Regions from separate parts of the Sus scrofa genome. Here region 2 is linked to region 1. The links are chromatin contacts, called in public Hi-C maps. All regions are on one chromosome and are shown on one strand. The core of a region is the stretch at or near the end of the contact, and the rest is flanking DNA. Distances in the headings are between cores, read along the strand shown. Region 1 overlaps TGFBR3 (transforming growth factor, beta receptor III). Region 2 has its middle 88 kb from the start of CDC7.

Region 1 (3,774 bases), core at 837-3,336:
ACCACAATTGAATGCACTGTCCTGGGTGATGTGCCAACCCACCAGAGGCGCCGTTCCAGGTAAGCTGTTTCCGGAACTAAATGACAAAAGTGGGAGTCTATTCCTTAAAAACCCCCATCTCTTCAGTTCCTTTGGGATGATCGGGGCGTGTATCCGCTTGTTTAAATGCCTTCTTGAGACACACAGGTCACGAATGAATTCCTCTGGATGAAGGAAGCCTCCCATTGACACTGGTGTTCAATTTTTCCTTCTCAGAAGAAAGCCAGAGTTCAATGGAAGAAGTTATTCCCAAGCCCCCATAATATTATGCATAAGTAACATTCAATACCTAACACTGCACCCCAAAAAGCAGAATATGCACATCCTACCTTTTAAGAGCTTCCCCTTCTTAGGGAAAAGCCAAACAAACTTAAGAACATACAAAAGCAAGATGAACGGAGCAGAGGCAACTGGGGCCAGAGGGGCACCAGCAGTTGGGGCGTGGACAGAAAGACCCCCCCCCCCCCCCGCCGAGAGGGGCAGGACATGAGCAGAGCCTCACAAAGAGTAGAGGCCTGGTCATACCCACCTCCTGCTTGCTCATTCTCCCTCCCTCTAATCAACCAGAACTGCAATCCCAAATCCAGCCATCCCCCCACCCCCGACTCTACTTCCATCCGCCCTCACTGTCTCTGTCCCTGGACGACTGCAGAGCTTCCTAAAAGGCGTCTCTGGTCTCAAGTCCTACAACTGCCTTCACCTAACGCGGGGTGGTCCTCACTGAAGGGTTATTCCAAATGCCAAGTCCTACGCCTCCCATCTCTGGGCACGTGGCCCGTGAATAAAGCCTGTGCCTTAGCCTGGTACACAAGGCCTTTCTTTTTTTTTTTTTTTTTTGGTCTTTTTGCCTTTTCTAGGGCCACTTCCATGGCATATGGAGGTTCTCAGGCCAGGGGTCTACTTGGAGCTGCAGCTGCCGGCCTTTGCCACAGCCATAGCAACACAGGATCTGAGCCGCGTCTAAAACCTACACCACAGCTCACAGCAATGCTGGATCCCCAACCCACTGAGCAAGGCCAGGGATCGAACCCGCAACCCCATGGTTCCTAGTCAGACTCGTCAACCACTGTGCCACGACGGGAACTCCCACAAGGCCTTTCTTGATCATCCTGTCTCTTGGCCTCAGCCCTCCCGCCTCCAGCAAAGCCCAAGTGGCTTAAAGGTTTCAACTCCATGTCTTCATCCAAGCTTGTTTCCTTTTTCCCAAAGCCTTTCCTGCTCTTTCTCCACGCCTATAACCAACACCCCTTCCTCTGTCCCCTGTAACGTCTCTGCCCCCTCTGCTGTCGCATTTTCTGCACTGTAACCACCAGTGCACATGTCTGTCTTTGCCAGTCCAGTGTGAGCTCCTTGGGAGCTCTGGGTCACTCTCTCTGTATCCTCAAGCACCCACCAGAGCGCCCCACCTGCACGAGATGCTCAAAAAATCATTGAGCTTTAAAAAAAAAAAAAATGCCCCCTTTCTGATTGGTGATTAGGGACCTGGATTTGGTTGTGAGGAGCTAACGTGGGAGACAGACTGGACAGTAATGGGATGTCCATTAGCTGAACTGATAGAGGGCCATCCAGAAACAAGAAGGAAGTGGCGACACTTAAACCTCACACACCTCTGTAAGCTTGGTATTGTCCCCATCGCGCCCTGGAGACAGAACACCATGGCATATTCTCAACCACAGCCTTCCAGATGAAAGCCGATCAAAGGCCTGAATGCACTCCAGTTGGTTCCTCCTGACGTCTACACAAGACAAGTCCCTCCAGGATGACAGCCCGAGTTGCAAATGCAAACACAGGTCACAAGCAGGCACTCCTGCCGCCGCACTGCGGTCCTATAAGCAGACAGCCTGCCCGGTGTGCCAAGTCTATTTCAGAACTCAGGGAAATTATCTAGGCTGATAACAGTCAGCTGGTCTGAAACGAAGTGTGTGCCTTCTCAAAGAGTCACTGCCACCCTCCGCACCGCCCTCCCGTGCCCAGCTGCTCTCTGAGGGGAAGGCAGAAGGTACCGGACACAGGGGTCCCTGGAGTCCCCGAGCGGGTCCCCCGCCACCCTCCTGCCCTCACCAGCCGCAGTCAGACGCCGGATGTAGTCCCCACCGCAGAGCTCCAGGAATCGTCCCCTGCTCCTCCTTGGCTCCGGGATGAGCAGGGGCGACTGCTCCCACACCAGGAGGCCCTCCTGACCTGCCTCACAGCCTCCTGCCACGAATTCGTCTTTGTCACAAATTAAGCACAAACAAAAACACTTTTCACTTTCATTTCTGTATGTAGGTGCGAAGCTCTGACAGGGCTGGAGAGCTGCCCAAAGCACACCTGCACAGGGCTGGCAATCTGCCTTATATGCCACCAGCACCCACCAGGGTCTCCCATAAGGCCCCACATCCCTCATCTCCACACTGGGCGAGAGCACAAACTCACTGGTAACTAACCAGAGCATCAGGTCTTCCCCAAAGAGGGAGAGAAGCAGAGAGGGGCTGCCCCAGCTGAAGACACGTGCTCTTTGCCTTAAGAGTCTCTGTTCTCTGTCCTACCAGGGTCCAAGACAGGACACAGCCCACTTCACGAGCTGCAGCACCAGCCATGAGTTAGGAGGCAGGGTCCAAGGTCAAAGGAGAGAGAGCAAGGCACAGAGCACACTCTGATCAGGTGAAACAACAGCCACACTTCACAGAGCCCCCCTGGGGCGGGTGTTACACACCCTCAGTACAGGGAGCCCTGGACCCTCAGACACAGCATAGGGCTGGGCTTTGAGGCTCCTTAGGGCATTCTTCTCCTCCAAGTTTAAAAAAGAAAAAAGCCGTAATAACATGTGATTAATACATCCTCGAGCCAAAAAGGTGAAGCCAAAGACGAAAGAGAAGAAGGAGAAGAAAGGGAAAGGGGGGAAGATGAGCAAGGAGAAGACGAGGAAAAGGAAGGAAAGCAAAAGGAAGGGGAGGGGAAATCAGGAACTAGCCCCCCACCCTCCAAGGGTAGAGAAGAAAGGGTGCCTTCACCAGTTCAACACACAATGTCCATCTGGTCTAGGAAGTCATAAACACACACACACACAGCTCCCGTTAAGTGCTCGCTCTAGGCCGGGCAGTGCTAGGTGCTGTGTATCCTTCCAACAGCCCCACAAGATGATGTCTCAACCCCATTTTAAAGCACAGGACAGCAACTTCAATGAACTTGATTCTTCCTAGGTTCCCCCAGTCACCCAAGGCCTCAGACTCAGATCTGGATCTCTGTAAGGTGAAATTTTTCGTTAAAAAATGCTGGCCCCAGATGGACTCACTGGTGAATTCCACCTAACATTTAAGGAAGAAATTACACCCACCCTCTTCACCCTCTTTCATGAGACAGCAGCAGCACAGGGAATCCTTCTTAACTTATTCTACCTCATTACCCTAGTACCAAAAGCAGACAAAGACACTCTAAGAAAACCAGAGACCAATATCTCTCATGAACACAGATGCAAAAATCCTCAACGAAATATCAGCAAACTTAATCCAACAATGTAGACAAGCAATCACACCACAATCAACTGGGATTTACTCCAAGTATGCAACATTTTTGACTTGAAAATCAATCACTGTAATCCATCTCACCACCTGACTAAAAGAAGAAAAGCGAGAAGAAAAATCATATCAACATGTCAATAGAAGCAGAAAAGGCATTTTACAAAATCTAAACAGTTATTCATGATAAAACCTCTTAGCAAATTAGGAATAGATGGGAACTTCCTTAACCAGATAA
Region 2 (3,804 bases), core at 907-3,406, 180 kb before region 1:
CTCTGTGACCCTGCGCTGCCCACGTCTCTGGAGTCAGCTCCATGCCCCTCCTGTGCGCCCCCTCACCAGGGACTCACGAAGGCTGTACCCAAAGGAGTCAAAGGAGTCCCATGGCAGTGGCCGCAGCAGGGACGTTTTGAAAGGCCAAGGTGATAAGAGGCTCCTTAGACCATCCGCCCAAGGCCGACGGCGCAGAAACCCGGCAGCCCGTGCCCTTGGCCACCCCAAGGGATCCCTCCACTGACCTTCAGCTGACCTTGGCCTCTTAGTTCTCCTCGCCCTCGTACTTGACCCCAGTGCGGGAAGCGCTCTGACCGCGCACGCTGTCTGCGGACTTTGCTGAGTGCTCCAGCCCAGCAGTAGCGGAGGACACGGATTGGCCTGTACGGAGCCTGAAAGGCACGTGGCCGAGGGCGGAGGGCACAGAGGTTCTGACCCTGAGCCATCAAGTCCGCCCTCCCCTCCTTTGGGGCCTTGCGGCTGCCACCCTTTCAGTGCTGAAGCTCTGGAATGGGGTAATTTTGCTCAGCCTTCCTCAGGCCTCCCCCTTGGGTCTGGCTGGTTCTGCCCTACAAGTGGCAGGTTCTCTCTGGATGCCCGCTGCCCGGGTGCCCATGACCTTCGGTTGCCGCACAGCCCTACCCCAGCTGGCCGAAGGCACCCGGCCAGGCCGGGCAGTCACAGCCTCTCACCCTCCGATCAGTGGACATGAGACTCAAGAAGCCAAATGATGGAGACAGTCCCGTCATGACTCAGCAATAATGAGTCTGACTAGCATCCATGAGGACACAGGTTCGATCCCTGGTCTGCCTCCGTGGGTTAAGGATCTGGCATTGCCCTGAGCTGCGGTGTAGGTCACAGACACAGATTGGATCCTGAGTTGGTGTGTCTGTGGTGTAGACTGGCAGCTGCAGCTCTGATTCAACCCCTAGCCTAGGAACTTCCATATGCCGCGGGTGTGGCCCTAAAAACCAAAAAAAAAAAAAAAAAAAAAAAAGAGGAAGAAAAGAAAGAAACCAAACGATGACATAGTCCCTGGTGGTGAAGCAGATTAAGGACCCAGTGTCATCACTACAGCGGCTTGGGTCACTGCTGTGGCTCGGGTTTGATCCCTGGCCTAGAAACATCCATGTGCCGCAGAATGGCCAAAAAGAAAAAGAAAAAGGAAAAGAAAAGAAAAAGGAAAAAAACAAAGGAAAAGAGAAAAGAAAAAGAAACCAGACAATGAGAGCCGGCTCCCTCTGGGTGGGTGCTGCACACCCTGCTTGGGTCACCCTTTTCCTCCTCTGCCTCATCCTCCGGGGCAGGTGTTATCGTCCTTATTTTTTCAGATGTGGAGGCTGAAGCTCAGGCTCAGCTCTTTGCTTGACGTTATAGCAAGAAGGGGCGGGAGCGGAGGCTTCCACCCAGGGCGAGTTCCAGAGACAGCCTTCTTCCAATTCTTCCATGACGCGTGTTACTGGGTGCTTACTATGGGCTAGATCCCCTTCTAAGCTCTTAACTGGTGACGACTCAGTTAAGCCTCATGACACCCCTAGGAGGAGGGACTATTATCTCCAACTCACAGAGGAAACGAAGGCCCAGAGAACTTAAGTAACTTGCCTGACGTCGCACAGCTAGTGAGTGGCAGAGACGGGATCCAGCCCGCAGCCTGGCTCCAGGGTCTGCATGCCAGACCCCCGTGAGCTCCAGCCTCCTCAGCAGTCAGCACAACCAACACCTCCTGAGTGCCCATGGCGGGCCAGCGTGGCAGGAAGGCCTTGACATAACGGGCTCTGTGTCCTTGCACCCAAGCAGCTTTCCTCGAGGGGCATGAGGCCTTGACAGAGACATGCCAAGGGTCGTGGCTAGCGGGCATCTCCAGGTTTACGTCTCACAACTGTAGCAGTTCCTTTTTGGAGATCTGCACAAGGCCCAGGCCTCCAGGCTGTCAGGTGAGGCTGAGAAACACCAAGAGCCTGCCTTTGGCGTTATCTCCTCAGATAGAAGAGAAATCCACCGTCACGTGGGATCGAACAGAGCCAAGCCTTTGATACTGTCCAGCCCTGGCTGCGGGGCGAGGCCGTGGCTGGAGCCGAGGCTGACCGTGGTGCAGCTCCCCAGCGACGGGGAGATGCAGGGCCCCCCCCGCCCGAGGCCCAGTCTTCCGCAGGCAGCCAGGAGCCGTGGTCCAGCCATCTGTTCACTGTCTTCAGTCCTGCTGGGCAGCGTTGGGGCCGGGCTGAGGATGGGGAGCTGCTGGGGCCAGGGACGGGTTTCTGCATCTGTCCCCCTGGGGTTCTCCAGGCCAGGCTCCCGGTGCATGCATGGTCAGTTAAGGATGCGAACTTCGGAGCCAGGCAGAGTGGGAATCACACTGTGGTCCCCGGGCCGGTTCCTGGATCCCATGCCCGTGATACTTTATCCATCATGGGGCTAAGACAGTCTCTGCCCATGGGGCTCTGGGGGGCGGTTCAAGGCAATCATCTCCAAAATACAGGGTCTGGCACATGGCCACTGCTCCGGAAATGTTAGCTATTAATTTAAGATTCTAAATCCCACATCAGCTGTTAACTCTTTCCGCCTCCTTCTGCCCTTCCTCCAACCTCCACCCCATCAGTCTCTCCCTTCTCTGGGCTCATCCAGGATTTTCTCTGTGTCTCTGCTATGACTCTTACCACGCCTAGTGCCAGCTGCGTCTGTCTACCCACCCCCCCACCCCCGAGACTGTGAACTCTTAGCTGAGGGCTGAGCCCTGCCCAGGTGCCCGCACAGAGGGCTGTCAGTGTTGGCTGGAGCAACGGGATCCTGTTCCGCTTTCTGACACCACAGCCTCCTCCCTGCACTTCGGTCCCACAGGCCGACACGGGAGGCCTGGGGGATGTGTCTGGGATCCCAGGAGACTGTTTTCCTGTGAACACCCTCTTCGCTGCCACGTGGGCCTCCAGCCAGCGGGGGCACCCAGGGAAGAGACAGACAGGCGCTCAAACCCTGACCCAGGTTTCAGGCGGGTCAGCAAGACACACGTGGACTCTTTCCTTAGCCTTCCGGAGGCTCAGCCTCCCTGAGGTCTCTGTGTCGCAGCAGCTTCTTAAATTAGCCCCTGCTTTTATTTTTCCTTCAATTTAGTGCTGCTCAAAGTCTTAACATGCATACAAACCCCCTAGAGATCTCCTGGAGCTGGGGCCGAGGCGCTGCCTTTCTAATAAACACCCAGGAGAGGCAGGTGCAACTGGGCCTCATTCAACACATAACAAGACAGCGCTCTGCCGCCAGGATCCTCTTCCCAGAGCATAACTCTGACCAGGTCACTTTCATGGATGCGAGCTGATCTTTAACCCAAAGACGGGAGAATGGCAGACCGGCACGAAAGATGCTCAGAGACATTAGTCATTAGGGCAATGCCGATGACAGCCACAGAGGGACTCCCCTCCACACCTCTGAGTGATGGCTAAAACACAAAACACAACCCGAAGTGCTGGTGAGGAGGCAGAGTAATGGAACTTCTGTACACGGCTGGGGAGAACGCGACATCTTTCAGCTGCTTGGGAAAGGGGGCTGGCAGTGTTTTATTTTTAATAAAGTGAAGCATACACTTATAAACATTTATTGGAACTAGGCATCTTACTCTCATATGCTTAGAAATCTGCCCAAGTGAACTGAAAACCTGTTAATACAAAACCCTGTGCGTCAATATTGTTCGTGGGTTTATTTTCTAAAGGCCCGAAACTGAAAGAACCCAAGTGACCTTCAGGAGGTGAAAAAGTGAGCAAACCGTGCTATAGCCACACAATGGATCCCCACCGAGCAAAGGAGGAACAGACT

The links. A called contact is a pair of places that touch in the nucleus more often than the background predicts.
Region 2: a Hi-C map of fetal heart ventricle shows a contact between it and region 1, with 3 times the contacts expected there. A contact is called at or near these places in 1 of 47 Hi-C or Micro-C datasets (fetal heart ventricle) and 1 of 2 datasets of targeted methods (alveolar macrophages).

The regions. Positions count from the first base shown.
Region 1 is chr4:125,191,258-125,195,031 of Sscrofa11.1, reverse strand. The region is part of intron 1 of TGFBR3 (transforming growth factor, beta receptor III); the gene reads right to left. Among named protein-coding and RNA genes, the nearest start is that of TGFBR3, 56 kb to the right of the region's middle.
Region 2 is chr4:125,369,548-125,373,351 of Sscrofa11.1, reverse strand. No RefSeq gene overlaps it. Among named protein-coding and RNA genes, the nearest start is that of CDC7, 88 kb to the left of the region's middle.